Linked DNA regions of Mus musculus: regions 1 and 2 are each linked to region 3. The links are chromatin contacts, called in public promoter capture Hi-C maps. All regions are on one chromosome and are shown on one strand. The core of a region is the stretch at or near the end of the contact, and the rest is flanking DNA. Distances in the headings are between cores, read along the strand shown. Region 1 holds the start of G2e3 (G2/M-phase specific E3 ubiquitin ligase). Region 2 holds the start of Pnn (pinin). Region 3 holds the start of Sptssa (serine palmitoyltransferase, small subunit A).

Evidence for each region. Promoter capture Hi-C pulls out the DNA fragments that hold promoters and counts their contacts.
Region 1: a promoter capture Hi-C map of cranial neural crest shows a contact between it and region 3. The contact joins the promoter of G2e3 here to the promoter of Sptssa in region 3. A contact is called at or near these places in 2 of 39 promoter capture datasets (cranial neural crest and pre-B cells).
Region 2: a contact with region 3 is called in a promoter capture Hi-C map of pre-B cells. The contact joins the promoter of Pnn here to the promoter of Sptssa in region 3. A contact is called at or near these places in 2 of 39 promoter capture datasets (cranial neural crest and pre-B cells).

The regions. Positions count from the first base shown.
Region 1 is chr12:51,346,718-51,350,221 of GRCm38.p6, reverse strand. G2e3 (G2/M-phase specific E3 ubiquitin ligase) reads right to left here and starts at 1,992. Exons shown (of 15, transcript NM_001015099.2): 1 at 1,778-1,992.
Region 2 is chr12:59,064,789-59,068,756 of GRCm38.p6, reverse strand. Pnn (pinin) reads right to left here and starts at 1,838. Exons shown (of 9, transcript NM_008891.2): 1 at 1,642-1,838; 2 at 907-978; 3 at 404-472; 4 at 1-31. The coding sequence starts at 1,754.
Region 3 is chr12:54,654,800-54,658,671 of GRCm38.p6, reverse strand. Sptssa (serine palmitoyltransferase, small subunit A) reads left to right here and starts at 2,100. Exons shown (of 2, transcript NM_134054.2): 1 at 2,100-2,300. The coding sequence starts at 2,189.

The DNA.
Region 1 (3,504 bases), core at 743-3,242, 3.3 Mb after region 3:
ATAACTCAGAGCTGGGCATGGTAGCGCACACACTTAATCCCAGCACTTGGGAGGCTACAGAGTGCTCGTATACATTAAATAAATAATAATTATAATTAAAAAAAAAAGACATTGTGCCGGGTGGTGGTGGCGCACGCCTTTAATCCCAGCACTCGGGAGGCAGAGGCAGGCGGATTTCTGAGTTCGAGGCCAGCCTGGTCTACAGCGTGAGTTCCAGGACAGCCAGGGCTACACAGTGAAACCCTGTCTCGAAAAACTGAAAAGAAAAAAAGAAAAAAGGGGGAAAAAAAAGGAAATGCATGCTATAGTTACATCATGGTTAGTAGCTATATTTTTGGCATCTTGTTCTCATACATGTAATAGTTCCTAGAATTCCCACAATAATCACACAAGGAAGTCTTTATCCCCATTACCTAAGAGACTTTAATCAGAGAGGCTAAACAGCTTCCCTAGTCAAGGTCACACAGCTATGAGGTCCTAGGGATGGGAATTCTAAGCAAGAAGTCTGGTTCTAGTTGTATGTCTTTAACTAATATATTACCAGGTTGTTCTAGGAAGTCCATGTTTTGAAACCTCTGGTAGACTAGTCTAACTTTTCAGTTAAAAGGCATTATCCAAGTCCATCCTCTAGAAAGTTAAAATCTCTGATGTTTGAGTACAGGCCATCAGCTTGGGAGCCCTTATAGGAAGGAGTATGCATACAATGAAGTGTGACATTTACTGATGTGGGTAAACAACAACAAAACACAACCAACCAAACAAACAAACAAAAGGCACATTAGGATACAGAAAATCTACAACAGGTTACTTGCTGGTACCATTTAGGAAGCTAGCAGATCTGACTGCACTGTTTGAGAAAGGCCAGCCAATAGCTTTGTGGCAGACTCATTGAAAACACTTTCAATGATCTTCCTTTTTAATTTTTTTCCTACTTGAATATCGAAAACAGCATTCATTAGCAGGCATGAAAGAGGATGAAGAAATGGTCTTACTTCGGATGTTACTAAGTACCACTTTAAAATGTTTAAGCATTTTTAACGACACCGTCACCCAGTTGGTAAAACCTTAAAAGGATGTTACCTTTTTTCTACAAAACACACAAGCAACCTGTCAGTTTTTAATAAGGCAAAGTATATAACTTGTTTCAAAAGAAAGTTTATGTTTACCGTGTACATCTCAGCTATTCAAAAAAGTGTGGCTTTTTGTCGGGGTTTGTGAGAGTCCAGTTCATCATAAAAGATGAACAACAAAAACAACAAAAAAACAAACAAGCAAAAACGCCCGAAGAAAACTCAATTCCTGAGGCACTGAGTCCCTCTAAAATAACTCGATAATAACAATCACCAAATGAATGAAGAGGGTGAAAAGCGGGGACGGGACGGAACGGGTGGGGGTTGGGGGTGACACTAGACCCTATCCCCATTGTTAGCAAACTTAACATCTGTGAGCCACCGCTGCTACTGTAGCCAGTTTAAATGAGCAATAGGGCTCGGATTTTTGCGGTACACAAGAAGTGTCAAGGTGTGAAAGAAAAATACCCCGGTTTTAAACACAAAGGATACTCGGATTTCAGCTTAAATCCCCTCGAGGCATTTCAAGGCTGTCATTTCTCTGCGGTGAGGGACCGGTCTCAAGAGCAACTGGGAGCCACAACGGGCACCCCTCCGTGAAGCCCTCCCCCCTTCCCTCTTTAATTAATAAAGAGCAGCTCGGGGCTCGACAGCGGCAGGGCGCGGACGTCCAGCGCGTGGAGAAGCCCCCTACCGCTCACACCTACCCGGCCGCCCGTGACACCTCCGTCTGTCCCCGGGCACGTCTTCACCAGGCGCGGGGCACAAGTCCCAGGCTCGCCGCGTTACCGCTCACGTCGACCGCAGCGCTGCCGTACGCCCAACCCGCTCAGCCCCATCCAACGGCTCGCACAATTCAAATTCGTCGTCCACTTCCGTTTGCGACCCGGAACCCACGGCTGCTCGGCCCCTCCCCGGGGAAGTGGACGCAGGGAGGCTGCGTCTGCGCCTTGGCTTTCGGGGTGGGGGTGGGAATGAAGTTCGGGCGTGCGCGCAGGGGTGGCTGCGCGGACCCGGCCAGGAAAACAACTCCCGGTCCTGCACGTCCGCGGAGGCGTGCGGAGCGCACCAGTCACCCCCCAACAGGCCACACGCTGGGAGGAGGCTTGCCCATGCTAATGAGAAGGCGCGCGAAGGCGAATTCTCCCGGCCCTCTCCCGCAAGGAATTCTTTTGCATCACACTTCCCTATTGTCCTAAAAGTTCCTCGCTTGGCTCTGGGAGGTCGGTTTTCTTCAGCGAGGGCCAGAATGAAAATTTTAATCCCAGAGATGTCTGGAGTTTCTGAAAGGATTACATTTGAGGGGGTTTAAGAGACTTCCACAAGCATTTAGATCTTTTAGGCAGATATCTGAAAGATCAGAACTGTAAGCATTAGAGCTAGGATTAATAGCGGGTCAACTAACACCTGATAGAACGGATTCGCACTTGATTTATCCTAGCGGCGCTTCCTCAGCGCCTTTCAAAACACAACTTGAAAGATTTGCTGGATTTCTAGAATCTAGATACCTAACACGAAGGTAGATTGTAATTTTTAACCGATGTAACGTTTTTTAACAGTGGGAAATGATGTTTAACAATAAAGTATGACTCCTCAGCTATTGGATTTTGTATGCTGATACTGAAAGCGTTCAAAGATAAGATTTTGAAATACTAAGAAGCCAACTTTAGAAGGACTATGTAATGCCCTTCTCTTGAAGTATGTATGTGTGTGCCTGTGGCAATACAAAGTTTCAGGATGGGAGAGCAAACTGTACTAATTAATCAAATCTGGCAGTGTGATTGGTAAATAGGGAGGGCAAAAGGGGGAGGAATTTTTTTTAACGTTATAAACAGCTGAATATTCAGATTAAGACTATTTGATACTGCCAAATTTGTGTTAGGAATGGAATATATTCTAAATACAGAAACAGGCAGGGTAAATGAATGTGTGAATGTATCTTAGTTGGCTAGGTTGTTTACATTCGTTCAACAGTAATTGAAGGTCTGGAGACAAGGACCAGCAGCAAAGAGCAGTGGCTGCGTTTCCATTGGTCCTGGATTCAATTACAGCACCCACATGATGGTTCACAACCTGGAACTTGAGTTTCAGGGAATCCGGTCTCCTCAGGTACTGAGCACACAAGATGTGCATACACGCAGGCAAAATACCCGAACACATAAAATAAAATAAAAACAAAAATTAAGAATGATGTAGTCGCAGGGCAGTGGTGGCACATGCCTTTAATCCCAGCGCTTGGGAGGCAGAGGCAGGCGGATTTCTGAGTTCGAGGCCAGCCTGGTCTACAGAGTGAGTTCCAGTACAGCCAGGGCTATACAGAGAAACCGTGTCTCGAAAAAGCAAAACAAACAGGAAAAGAGAATGATATAGCCACATATTTTGCCCTTCTTTTGTTTTACTACTTAATTTTCCACATTAATATTATGTACCTGTT
Region 2 (3,968 bases), core at 589-3,088, 4.4 Mb before region 3:
TTCTCTTCTTGTCCGACGCTCCCCACCCAGCCTAGCACGGGAGAAAGAATTGAAATGACCACTATGGAATCAAATGCATAATCAATCAAAGGTGAATGGGTGTTCAAATGCTCATCTCCAGAAGGCATATTCTACTGAGTTTATATCGCATTTACCACTTTCTTATGGGGGGTGGGGGAGGGGTGGAAGCAAGATGCTCCAAACCAAGCTTTGCTCTCTTCTCATATCCAAACGTTTCTTGGTGTTTTTTAAAGTACAAAACAGAACGTGTTACTTCTAATCCCACTGAGTTCTGTAAACTGGGCTAGCCCAGTTCAAATCAATCCCAATGACATAGAAATATCTGTAGTGTCCCAGAAAACAAGATGGGTACTGACTCTCCAGACATCTTTTGAAACCATACCTACTGACTGCCCCTTCCAGGTCTCTTTGTTTGGCTGGGGGTCCTCCTCCACTATCTGAGAATCCACGCCTGCAATGAGAAACATCCAACCTAAAGCTCGAGAAACATTAGCAGAAACTGGTATTTCTAGTCGACTAGAGAATTTAGTTGATTTCATAAAGAAGAAAAACACAAGTGAAGCAAACTTAAGCAAACAATTACATGAACAACACCCTACCACCAATTACATTCTTAGATGTCAAAAGCCTTAACAGAACTTAAAAACAGTTAAGTTTATATGAAACTGTCCCCCCCCCACCCCCACCCCCCAGTCAGGGTTTCTCTGTATAGCCCTGGCTGTCCTGGAACTCACTTTGTAACTTTGTAGACCAGGCTGGCCTTGAATTCAGAAATCCGCCTGCCTCTGCCTCCCAAGTGTAGTGCATATGAAACTGTTCTAATATTCTCCAACCTCTACTTTTGCAATACATTTATTAGAAACAAGGCAGTTATCATCTCCTTACCTTAGCAATAAGCTACCTCGTCCTCTACCTCCACCAGGACCAGAAAGGGCCAGCAATCTGGCTTGGATGGGCCTAAAAAAGAATTATAATCAGTGTAAAAGTCCTATGCAGACACATGAGAGGGCTTCATATACTTCCACACACTAAGGTACACACTACGTAGAAATGAACACAAATAATTCTAAAATGACCGTTTCAGATCCACTTCTTCGAAACCAAACATTAAAATCCTCTTTCTTGCTTCCCCAAGACCACCGTTACGAAAATATATGTATCTCGAGACTGCTACATATTAATAAGTCTGGGTCAGGTCCTATCTGCCAACCTCAAGGGAAGGACACCCAAGCCAGCAGGGAGAGGCAGCCACTGCTTCCCCCGGGGGTCTCCGACTTGACAAGGGTTCGGAGCCGCAGGGGTGGAAAGGGGCTTTGTACTGCAGTTCCGGGCCTGCAGCGCCAAGGGCGGGAAGCCGTGGTCTCGGCCTTCCCGGGGGCGCGGAAACCACGCCGGGCAGCCGGGCGGGCCTTCCTTCCATTCGCAAGCACTCGCACCCAGTGCCCTAGGCGCAGGCATGGCGTCTCCCCGCCTAGCCGAGCAGAGGGCTCGCCCGCCGCCCGGGAAACGGGCCCCTTGACCCCAGTCGGCCCACAAGCGGCCGGTTGCCCTCTGTCCCGGGTGCGCCCGGCCCCGAGGCCCCGGACCTCGCCAACCTCTGGGGTTCCGTCCGATCCGTACCTCACATCATTCGGGTCCCGCCCGGTGAGCTTGCGGATATTCTCGTCCACATTCTTGAGGCTCTCTTTGGCCTTCTCTAGCTGCTCCTGCAAAGCTCTCACGGCGACCGCCATCTTCTCTCTGCAGCAGGCTTCGCGACCGCTCTCCAGGCCGCGCAGCGCCGCACCGCGCCCGCCGCTCCACGCGGAAGGACTGACAGCCGGCCCCAGCCAATGATCGCGGGCTTCTTCTCGGGCCTGGACCACCCGAGGACCGGAAGGGGAAGAAGCTTGTCGATCCGTGATTCTGGACCAATGAGAAGCCGGCAAGTCACTCAGCTCCTCCCCTCGCCGCCTGCCGTGGTTGCGCTCCGCTGCTTGCGCAGAGCGGGGAGGGATTACGTCGGTGTGATAGATCCAATCTCGGGGGTCTGCAAAGGCATCCTCTTAAACTTGACATGTCGCTGACTTCATAGTGCGCCTAAACTCTTCCCATGGGACGGAAGAGGCTATACATCCTTTTTTTCCTTCCCCAAGAGGTTTAATCAGAAAAGGGCATGGCAAATAATGGCTGTTGCGCATGCCCAGAGTGCAGGGAGGCGCAGGCTGTCTTCCATTAGTGAACTGAACCACCAGGAGTCTTCATCCTAACAGCTAATAGTTATTGTGGACACTGAGAATCGCTTTGCGTGCCTTAGTCGTTAAAAACTAGAAACTTGAATGAGATGGTGCTTAATGATAAGGAAATTGAGGCTGCGGACCTAGGTCCAACAGGTCGTCAGATCTCGATGAAGAGGCAATTTATATTCTGATCCTGAGCAAAGTTGTTTCCAGCAGGGCCTAATGCCTGCGGGTATAATAGAGGGTCTGGAGAAGTTGCCAGTGGTTTCCTGTGTGTATTTTCTGGATTCCACTTTGCCCTACCCACAATGCCAATATGGACGCTGGTTTTGTACTTGACATAGAGGTACACGTTTTAGTTCGGAAAAATGTTACACAAATGCAAAGGTCAAATCCTTACAAGTTTTCTCCCTGAAAAGGAACAAGAATTTTTGTTTTGTTTTTAGTAACAGTAACTTGGTCTTATCCTGTATGCTATTTGTGTGGAGGCTCATAACTGGATAGGTGAGGAAGAATTTCATTATCTTATCAATGTTAACAGCACCTGTTATCTACAAAACGAATACCATGACAGCCAAGGATACACAGAAAAACCCAGTCTTGAATAAAACCAAAACCAAAAAGAAGAAGGGGGGAAGGGGAGGAGGAGAAGGAGGAGAAGGAGGAGGAGGAGGAGGAGGAGGAGGAGGAGAAGAAGAAGAAGAAATAGAAGAAGAAGAAGAAGAAGAAGAAGAAGAAGAAGAAGAAGAAGAAGAAGAAGAAGAAGAAGAGAAAAGTCAGGTGGTAACATGCCTTTTAATCCCAGCACATGACAGGTTGAGGCAGGTGGATTAGCCTGGTTTACAGAGCTAGTTCCAGGACAGCCAGAGAATCCTGTCTGGAAATACTTACTCCCCCTCAGAGAGAAGGGTGGGGAGGGGGAGAGGGAGAGAGAGAAAGGGAGAAAAGGAGAGGGTGACAGGAAATATCTTTGAAGAAGCTTGAAGGTGTATAGCATATTAGCAGGAAGCAATATAGAAAACCAAGATTTTTTCTTTGGTAAAAAGCAATTAAGTCTAAAAATTATTTAATTCTAATTGTAAACAAGGTTTCACTGAGTTATCTATACATAAAAGATAGGATCTTTTAAATTTTACTATTATTTTGCATGTATGGGTATTTTGCCCTCATGTTTATCTGTGCAACTACATGCATGTATGCATGATGCCCTTAGAGACCAGAAGTGGGGGGTGGGATCACTGGAACTGGAGTTACAGACAAGGTTAATGTTGATGCTGGGAACTGAACCCAGGTGTCCCCTCCCATCTATTTATATATTTATAATACATATCACACACACACACACACACACACACACACACTCAGGAATAAAATAAATGTTTGGCATTGGAGAGATGACCCAGTGGTTAATCTAACTGGCTGTTTTCCAAGAGGGCCTGAGTGTGGTTCCTATCGCCCTCAGGGCAGCTTACAACCACCGATAGCTCCAGTCAGGGGAACCCGATAACCTCTTCTCGCTTTCATGGCGAGCAGACACACGAAGAGTACATATATACACGTGCAGGTGAAATACTCATGCACATAAAATAATTAAAAATAAATATTTTTAAAAGATTATGAAACTCCTCCAGGCTGCTGTGAGTGATAGTGGGTCAGTGCCTTACATCTGTCCCTTCACGGCTGAAAGTCTCTGCTTTTGTTCCCCAACTTCTGCGAGTCCACACCCAT
Region 3 (3,872 bases), core at 851-3,350:
AAAAAAAAAGAGCCTTTGCTTTAGTCACAGTCCCTGTAAACCATGTTTTCTCTGACCAAGCCTGAATATCATCGTAGTTATTTAAAGCCAGTTTAGCTAGAAGCCTGCTTAACAAACAACAGTAATAGATTGCTTCCTTGGGCGTTTGCCCTCCCCAGCCATGTTTTTTTTTTTTTTTTTTTTTTTTTTAACCAGATTTACAGTATCAGAATTCTCTCTTGTGGAGCAGGCCTAAAATCTTGTTAGAAAGCAGTTGATTCCCCCCTAACAGTCAGGCCATTATTGTACCAGTGAACTTGTCTTGCCTGGCAGCTTAGTATTGTAGCTCACAAGTGGGTGGGACCACTGAAAAATTGTCTCCCTCAGCAGTTTATATCTTTTGGCACAATGAAAGGTAGTCAGCAGCCAGGGAAGGGTGGTGCACACCTTTAATTCTGGCACTCTGTGAGTCTGAGGTTAGCCTGGTTGAGACTGATTAAGCTGGTGTCCAGAGCAAGTTCTAGGACAACCAAGGCCACACAAAGAAACCCTGTCTGGAAGGGGGCCGTGGGGAGGAGATATCTAGCAAGAAGGAAACTTCCAGCTCAGATCCAGCTTGGTTTCTGAGCTTACTTCTTACCATCATGTGTCTGAAAGATGAGTCCAGGCTCGGTGTGGTTGGTGCATACCTGTAATCGTAGCTCGAAGGAGTCTGAGAAAGGTGAATTACTTTGAGATCGAGGCCAGCCTATACTACATAGTGAGGTCCTGTATATTGGTTAAGTTATTTTTGTTTTTGTTTTTCATTTCCACAAAAAACTAGAATCACTTGGGAAGAGGGAACCTTAGCTGAGGAACATGAGATTGGTCTATGGTGGGCGTGTCCTCCCTACTGTGGGCAGTGCCATTGCTAGGCAAGTGGGGTCTGGGCCGTTTAAGAAAGCAAGTTGAGCAAGCCAGAAAGAGCATGCTCCTAAGCAGTATTCCTCTGTGGTTTCTGCTTCAATCTCCTGCCTGGAGTTCCTGGCTTGGCTTCCCTCCGTGATGTTCTGTAACCTACAAGACGAAATAAAATAAAATAAAATGACTAGGCACCTTGTGAAAGCAGATCTCAAGTCTATTGTTGTTTGTAAGGTCTTTGCTCGTAAGGAGCATAAGGAATTTAAGTTAATACCTGTCAACCTGGAAAGGTTTTAAAGCTTAAAGCAGCAGGTTTGAAACTTTTAGACATGTGAGTTGCAGGCTACTTAATTATGTCATTTCACAAGCACACAGTGCATGGGCTTTAGAGGAGTGGAATACAGCCGGTACTGCTGCAGGTCATAGGAGTGAATCTTTAGGAGACAGATCACATGCTGACCTCAAGCTGTCTTTAGAACCCACTAGATCAAGTGCACTTCTCTTGATTGTGACCTACATGGTTGTTTTCTAAGTGTAGTCATAGAAATATTGGCAACTGTCTATGGCCAATTCTTTTGTCTTTAGGTTAGGGAATACTAGTGCGTGTGTGTGTGTGTGTGTTGTGTGTGTGTGTACTCGCGCGCGCATCCTAGATAGGTCTGTTTTCACGCATGTGCTCGGAGGAAGGGAAGAGCTGATGAACATATTACTTCTACAGTTTTCAACATCTTCTTGGCTGGGTGTCATTTGGCATCCACATTCTCTTTGACCCCCGCATTCCCTCTTGCACAAGGCACTGTTTATTTGCATGCCCGACTCTTTAGTAGCATTCTCACCCAGCCCTATCATCTCTTGGCCCAGAAGGGATTCATGAGGTAGGAGAGAGATTACATACACTGGTTTCTAAAGGAATCCTTCTGGGCTGGTCTGAAGGATCCGGCCTCTTAAGGGCACCATCTCGCATGGACACCAGTGGGGACTGAAGCCGGTCTTGCAACCGCCATGCGTGCGCGTGGAGATGCAGAACTAGCACTTAAACCCAGACCGTTTCCCAGGGCTGGGGAGCTCGCTCCGGGCGAGGCGCGGGGCGGGACAGGAGCACACGAAGTGGCCGCTTGGCCAATAAGCGCAAGCCAGGAGGAGCCGGCGGTGGCCGCTCGGGTGCGCGCGGGGTTGGGCGTACACGGTGACGCGCAGGCTCGGCAGGACCAATGGGCGCAGGGTGGTGGCGGGCGGGCCCCAAGGCCTGGGGCTTTAGGAGGTGAGCGGGCCGCGGGCCCGCCTGACGCTGCTACACCGCGGGAGGCGCATGGCGGGCATGGCGCTGGCGCGAGCATGGAAGCAGATGTCCTGGTTCTACTACCAGTACCTGCTGGTCACTGCGCTCTACATGCTGGAGCCCTGGGAGCGAACCGTGTTCAGTATCCTGTGTGTCCTGGCCTGGCTGGGGCGTGGAGGGGTGCGCGCGCCGGGTTGGAAGGGGGTGGGGGGGTGTCTTGGGGTCAAGGGAGGTGGAACCGCGGAGATCCGGGTCTTGTACGCAATTCCCCTGCCCAAGGTGGAGGCATCCTGATTTCTGCAAGCAGTCGGGAGGGCGACGTCTCCCCTGGTGCTTCCTTGTCCCGCTTCGGCCGCGCCTGCTTTTGATCCTTCAGTATTCTTTGAGGCAGGGTTGCTGCAAATCGCTCCGGGCTTGGGCGTCTTTAACCCTTAGCTATTCCTGATTTGGAGCGATAGAACTCTAACCAGTTCACCAGGTTGTGAGTACGTGGTCTTGACACTCCCACACAGTTTTGGAAAGCAGTTTGTAAGTTACTGAAAGGCCTTTTGGGCTTCAAAATGGCAGTTTTAAAAGTGTGTTATATTTATGACTTCTTTGCATCATAGGTACAAGCTGTGCCCAGAAAAGACTTTGCTGGGGTTTCAAACTGTGCTTTGTTGTTTAGTTTATCACCGGTTAAGAATTGTTGAGTGATGACTTTGCTGAGCACTTTGTGTGTATGTTATCTTGCCTAATTTTAACAGCTCCAGCGAATAGCTCAAGGTTGTGAAGCCTGATGTTTGTTTTCGCCCAATGTCTATGCCGCTATCCTCTGATTTCCGTGTCGACGAAATACTAGCAATTCATTCTTTTAACGCTCCACTTCTCCTTTCCTTAATATAAAAAGAATATACCACATCACATGCTTATTTCATCCGCTCAGCTTCTTGTGGTTTAGCTTTGTTAGGAACAACTTCACAAACGCGTTCCTAGGACTGAGGTAGAGCTTCTTTGCAAGCTTTTTCAAGGGTGCTGGTGTGGAAATAGCATGAGGTTATTTGGAGCTGACTCTTGAAAAATTTTAGCGTCTTGCAAGACTATTACTGTGAGCAATTATTTCCTAACCTAAAGTTTAATAACCAGAATGTATATTTGGGGCTCCGGATTAAGAAAGCCTGATTTTCCGAATCGTTTATTTGTAGCTTCAGTTTGCTCTTTGGATTTTGTAGGTCAGATAACATCTATATTTAAATTTATGCCTAATTGGAACTTTTCAATAGTAGCAGGTAATCTTTTGATTAATTCATTAATTAATTCAAAACACGGTTTCTCTGTGTACCCCTGGATGTCCTGGAACTCATTCTGTAGACCAGGCTGGGTAGCAGTTAATCTTGACTGATAATTATCTTACTACAATTAATGTTGACAAAGCCCCATTAAATAATAATAATGAAAGCCAGCTGTGATGGTTCATGACTGATTACCATGCTCAGAGAGCTGATTCAAGAGGAATGCTGGGAGTTCAAGGCTGCCTGAGGTACATAATACATAGCTACTACCAGGCAAGCCAGGGTTACATAGCAAAACTCAAAGGAAAAGGAAGCCAGGCAGGCAGGCAAAGAAACAGTGTTGGGGTGAAGTGAAACTCTTTAGGTTAGGGTAACAGTAGAACTCAGTTTAGACCTGTAAGCTTTGAAACATTTGTTGGCATGTGGATAAATGCTACAGTGGC